Regions from separate parts of the Zea mays genome. Here region 2 is linked to region 1. A link is a contact called in public HiChIP or PLAC-seq data. All regions are on one chromosome and are shown on one strand. The core of a region is the stretch at or near the end of the contact, and the rest is flanking DNA. Distances in the headings are between cores, read along the strand shown. Region 1 holds the start of LOC103654588 (probable receptor protein kinase). Region 2 holds the start of LOC100193624 (Terpenoid synthases superfamily protein).

The links. HiChIP or PLAC-seq counts read pairs in DNA pulled down with a chosen protein or histone mark.
Region 2: an H3K4me3 HiChIP or PLAC-seq map of leaf shows a contact between it and region 1, with 5 times the contacts expected there. The contact joins the promoter of LOC100193624 here to the promoter of LOC103654588 in region 1. A contact is called at or near these places in 2 of 25 Hi-C or Micro-C datasets (ear and tassel) and 1 of 3 datasets of contacts at active chromatin or transcription factors (leaf).

Annotation. Positions count from the first base shown.
Region 1 is chr4:215,629,281-215,632,415 of Zm-B73-REFERENCE-NAM-5.0, forward strand. It overlaps LOC103654588 (probable receptor protein kinase), which reads right to left and starts at 1,705. Exons shown (of 11, transcript NM_001327820.1): 1 at 1,342-1,705; 2 at 952-1,043; 3 at 325-446; 4 at 72-217. The coding sequence starts at 1,582.
Region 2 is chr4:215,891,740-215,894,874 of Zm-B73-REFERENCE-NAM-5.0, forward strand. LOC100193624 (Terpenoid synthases superfamily protein) reads left to right here and starts at 1,702. Exons shown (of 6, transcript NM_001138724.1): 1 at 1,702-1,859.

The DNA of each region.
Region 1 (3,135 bases), core at 455-2,954:
GCACATTGGATTCATAGCAGCTCTGAAACCACAGAATGAACAAATGCAAATGAAATTATCGACCGACATACTCGTGGTATTGCTTTGGTACAGTTCATGTTGCAACCCGTGACCAGCATCTTTATGATAAACGACTTTGCCATTGTTCACTGCAAGAACCGAGCAGCTGGCTGGAACTCTCTTTGAGCAGTACTTGGCAACTGATGTCAAGGAGGATCTACATGTTGACGGAGGGGAGGGGGGGCAGTACTTGTATCAGAACCAACTTAATGTATTTGGACAAAGACGGCAATATTCTAGTATGCAATGTATGAGATTATGTACCCGAAGGACCGGGAATTGTTCGTGACACCAAGGATGAGATGTGCTGCGCCACAAGCAGCTGCTTCTTTAACCAGAGTTTTCCGGATAGATGACCCTCCACAGACCTTGAGCTCCAAATTAATCTGTGAATACAAATGGAAGAACAAATTGATGAGAATTCTGATGCAGCCTTTAAAAAGGCAAAGTTGGCAGGGAAACTGTCTTGCCAAAATTAAACTAAATTAAATAAATAACTCTGCAGTTCAATTTTAGTAGGAAAGATGTGTAGATCGGTGGTTGTCAAAAAAAACAAGGTGCCCGAAACTTGAAGGCGTTGGAGAAAAAAGAAGAGAGAAAAACATGACCATCCAGTAAATAAAGTAGCGACAGCACGAGTGATACGGCGGAGGTGAAGACTTCGAAACAAACTAAGTATTTGACGGGCTGCTGGACTGGACCAAATTTTCATGCACGGGGAGCATCTTTGAAAGCGAAATCCAGGAGAAAAGACCAGAGCTTTGAACGGCCAGCAGCATCGAACGAAACCTAGAGGAACGGCTAGCGAAAAAAACAGAGGGAAGTGTACAGTGGCAGATTTTTTTTTTCGCAGTAAGATTTGATTTGGGAGCGGGGAGCGAACGGACGGACCTGCTTGAGGTTGCAGAAACCGTCGTAGACGGCGAGCACGGAGGCGAGCGAGTCCGCGGCCCTGCTGCGCTCATCCAGTCTCACGAGCAAACCTGTAAACGGCGAGCGAAAGAGAGAGGTGAAAAAAGGTAAAGAGAGTGAGGGATTAATTTCATCTCATCAGATTCGTCAAATGGGGAACCAAACGGGGTTTGCAAGTTTGCATGGTGAGCGAATCGATGTAGTAAACGAATGAACGGAACGGAGCTTAATAACCCGTCCACGCAAGCAAGGAAATCCCATCCCAGCAGCAGAAACGCTCCAGGGATGGATCAGCGCCTTCCAAGCAAAACGGGTGGGGGCTTATCAACTAGTCAAGAGTCAGGAGGAAGAGGGGACGGTGGGCGGTACCGTCGGCGGCGGCCGCGGTGGCGACGTGGAGTGCGACGACGCGGTCCCCAGCATTGGCGACCTTGACGAGCGCCCAGGTGAGCAGCTCGCGGCTGGCGGCGTCGCGCCTGATCCCCACCACGACCGTCCTGGACGGGGACGACGACGGGTACGGGGACGGGGAAGGCGGCGAGGGCGACGGGGGCGCCTCGCACTGGAGCAACCGCTGGCGGCGCGCGCCGTCGGGGACGAGCAGCCTCATGGCGCCGCTGCCGCCGGCGTTGGTCGATGCCTCCGAGGCTCGGACTTGGTGGCTTGCCTGCCTCGCTACGGCAGAGGAGAGAGAGGGGAACTGCAACTGAGATGAGAAAGAAGAAAGAAAAGTAGGGGGATCCGCGGGAGGCTGCGTTTTATGCGGCCTCCTGTTTCTTTGACGTTGGGCCCTCCTGCCTCCTCCCCTGCGGTGAAAAACGTCCCGTCCGGTCCCGTTTCCTGTCTGCTGTCTGCTCGCGGCTTTTTTTCTTTTCTTTTCTGCTCGTCTCCAGCCCGGTTGCGCCTGCCGCTACCTTGCTTCGATCCAACACCTCTGCAACTCGGTATTTTTTTCTCCGTAGCTAACGCATACCGCAACTGATTAATCACTATCTAATTAAATATATACATAAAATTTATGAGGGAAAACAAATACTATTTTAAGGAGGCTACGCTCTACCGGCTACCGCTACGGCCAGTGATTTTCACTAGTTGCCCGAGGAGAGGGAGGCATGAAAGAGTAGACAGGTCTAAGCAAGGCATGGGACAACAACTACCATTCTCTAGAACGATCCCGTGAAGCCGAAGGCAGCCGTACCCTTAAACTGCTCGCGTCGCTCGGATGTGTTAGTGACCCTTGGATGAGGATCGCGCGGCCTAGAAAAACGAAGATGACGTGGATACTCTGGCTGCACGTCTTTGCGCTCACGGTTAATATATAGAATTGTAGAAAAACAAACTGCCGCGCCAGCCAGACACTACTACAGCCGAGCGGAGGCACTGAAACAATCTTCCAGTAATTTTGGCACAGTTAACAGCAACCTAGTTCTCTAAAATACTTTATAAATCAATAATTTATGTAGTTAATTAAAAATTTCTCTCCAACAGCTTTCTAAATAAATTTTTTATAGTTTATTTGTTTTGTTTTAATCTGTACCGTCTTTTACTGCTTCTACAGTGCTTTTATCTTTATACATTGTAGCTACAACAGTTTAAACAACCGGCTTTAATCTGAATCAAACAACCCCCTAAGTTTAGCTACTTTTTATCTAAACTCATTTCCTCCCTACATTTGGTAACATTTTACCAACTCCCAAGACAACAAAGAATAGCAACAACCAATCATATGTCGGCATGATTTACACCTTCAGGAGCAAATCAAATCGATCGTCTCACGTGAATGGATTCAGCGTGATCCGTATGCCTGGTCTTCTGCCACCACCATTCTGTCGACGAATACTACTAGCAACAAGATGCAATCAAAATACATGTAGGAAATAGGCCCACTTATTTTTTTATGTGGATAGATTACTAAACTAAAACCTATATTCATAAAACTATTGGAGAATTCACAAATTTTAACTCCCAAAAATATTTAACAACTTCCTAAATCTATGATTTAAAGAGCTAAAATTTATATAACTATAGGAGATGCTCTGTAAAAGATCCGATCTTCAAACAAACCATATATATACCTCGTTTGAATATAGATATTAGAGAATGGAATTAGGAACTGGAATTAGTTTTCTAGAATTCCATTGTTTGGTTGCACACAGAATTGAG
Region 2 (3,135 bases), core at 452-2,951, 260 kb after region 1:
ACGACTTCATTCTCTTCAGGGTGTGGACAAGTCTTCTCCCCTTCGTCGGCCCTCACAACGGACAAATCCCGGAAATACCTTCCTCTCATATTAACAAGATGATTCTCTTTGATAGTTGATTTACCATAAACTGAATGGCTTGGTCGCCAGGGGCGATCTTCGGAGTCTTCGCCACCGCTGTCTACATCATAACTTTCACTGTCACCAGTATCTTCAGACAGTCCTTCCAGAATCTCATTGGTGATTTTTTCTGTGTTGGTCTTCGACATCGCTATAAGAAATCCTAAGTTCTTCTCTTCATCAAGACTCAGCTTCATCTCAGCAGCAGCCTTCTTAGCAGCTTCAGACATCTTCGGAAGCTCTAAAAAACTGTTTTCAAATCCGAAGCTTCAAAGCTAAAAGCTTAGCAAAACACAGTGCACAAGAGCTAAAAATTGAGTGAGCGGGAGTGGTTGGCCAGAAAGCGTGCAAAATGAGTTTGCGGTATGGCCGTATATATACGCTCGGTGCGTTGAAAATTAAAAGACCCCACTTGTCATTGAATGTTGCTATTCTAGCAAAGGGAAGGTGTTTTTTCGGACCTTCGGCGTAAAGCCTTCGTCCATATCGCAATCTAAATTTATTATTTCAAACAAATTAATATTGCGAGGGGCTACTGTTGGGGACCTTCGGCGTCCGAAGGTCCTCAAAAACAGGATTTAACAGTATTTCTGTAGTACAATGTGTGAACAGGTACCCTCGGACTAAAGTCGGCATTGCAGTAGACCGGAATAATACGAAGCTTGCTACAGAGCCGAAGGTGTTGAGCAGGAAAGCTTCGGCGTAACAGCAAAGAGTGGAACCGACTTAAAGATGAAAAGGCTATTCAGACCTCGATAGACTACTATAGAGTTATTATCAAATGTAAAGGGCATGAATGTAATTTTATAAGGGCTGTGTCCCGTGTCTATAAATAGGTGAACAGTATCCCCGTACTGTTCACGCTGACTTGGCATTTGCTTTTTGCGTCACGCTTGTACTGTCATTTCCTTCCGATTGAAGGTACACTTATAGCTCAATGATATTTTTGTTTATGTTCAGTAATAATAAATGATTGTTCATGTTTTCTCTTACATTCTTTATATTTTATCCTTTGTCATTGTTTGATGAATTTATGAAGGTATGTCCTTCATAACCTTCGTCCACAAGTTATTATATCCTAGGGGAAATAATGCTTCGGAGGACGAAGGACGTTAACGATTAACATTTTCTATGTTGCCTTGTTCTTAACTCTTAGCACTTGAGAACAAGTCCCCAACATATTGCTTATGTAAATATACAATGTCATTTTGCCTACTATTTACATATCAAATTGATTGTTTAAACAATTGTCAGAACGCTCGTGCGAAGCGCGGACAAGTTACTAGTAGAATTAAGAATTTAAGTCTATGAACGCGGAACTAGCAAACGCGTTAGGCTTTACATACTGAAGAAAGTCCATATGTGCCCATTTTTATTGCAATAAGGTTAGCAAGAACTGAAGCCACTTATTGCTTGAAACAAAAGAAGCTGAAGCCCTTATTTTTTGTTGATATATATTTGCTTCAGAGATTTCCTATACTTTAAAGCAGGAAGGAATCTGGCTCCCCCGTGCGTCCACGTCGCCAAAAAATTCCTTTGCCGTTCCATCGAGTGGTGGCAGCGTTCCTCCCTGTGTCCGTCGTTTGTAGATGGTTCTAGGTCTCTCCTCGTACCAGCGTCTCCAAATCTCACGCTCTCTCCTCCTCCCCATCTCCAATCTCGCACTCTCCTCTCCCAAAAAACCTCATCTTCCCCGCTCGTCTGCATTCTCGGCCATCGGCGGCGCTCCAGAGTTCCAGGTAATCGTGCTCCCTCCCCCGCCCTCCTCCACCCCATCTGCTCCATCCCACTCCGGTTTCCCATTGCTAGGGTTTAGGGTAGACATGGCGGCGTCGGCGGTGCCGGCTTTCCCAATCGTTAGGCCACAACAATGTGTTGCATACGGTTTGTGCATCCGGTAGTACTCGCTGTCCTCTTCCCTCACCTTGTGCGCCACGGACTCGGGGCCGCCGGGCGTCGTGGCCTCGCGCGGCTCCTGCTCCCGCGAGGAGGAGAAGGAAGACAACCCCCGGATGCTTGCCAACGCGACCCACCGCGCCAGTGGCCTCTTCGGCGCCGGAGAACCGCGGCGGCCGGTCCGTGAAGTCGTCACTCGGCGCCTAGATGTATCTGCTGCTCATCTCCTGGTGCGTCCTGCTCGATCACACCCGTCACTGCATTTCCGCCACCAGCTAGCACCGCCTGCTCGGCCCTATCTCTCTCCTCTTCTTTACACCTCACCTCCGGATCACTCAGAGATTGAGCCGTAGCCCAACTGGTCGCCGCGTCCCTCGCCCCTCCCCTCGCGCGCAGCAGCAGAGCACCACAGCGAGCAATGGAGGCGGTGGGCGTCGACCTGGCGCTGGGCGGCATCGCCGCGTCCCTCCCCGCTCCCCCCGCGCGCAGCAGCAGAGCACCACAGCGAGCAATGGAGGCGGTGGGCGTCGGCCTAGCGCTGGGCGGCCTACAAGTGCCCACCGGGAGAAAGAACTGTACTTCCTAGAGGAATAACTCTATCAGTGACATGGGGCCAGTGGAAGAAATTCAGGCAACAACAATATCTTTGCTGCACATGAAAATGGTAATATAACTGCAAGTTGGCATGAGTTTTTGTTTTGGCATATCTTAGTTGCACATAAATTTGCTAATCCGATGATACTAAGGAAATCTAATGCAGCAGCAACTGACTACAGCACGATTAATCATAAAATAGTAACTTAATCAGATATGTCCTTGATTACATCAGCTTGCTAAAAAATCCATGGAAAATAAGGGAAATGGTATTCATGACCATTCTAGTACAGAGTATCGTCCTGTTGGCGATCATTGTGTAATTTCGTTCTGAAATGAGAAAAACAAGTAAACAACTGTGTTTCACTAATGTGGTAATTCTGCACTTGATTTAAAAAACCTATTATAGCTTGATGTGGTAATTCTGCACCTTATTTACAAAACCTGCTATTGCCGAAAACAATCAAGGAATTCCCAGCCTTAAACTAGGGTAGCTAGAACACAAAGAGGGGGGGGGGGGGGGGG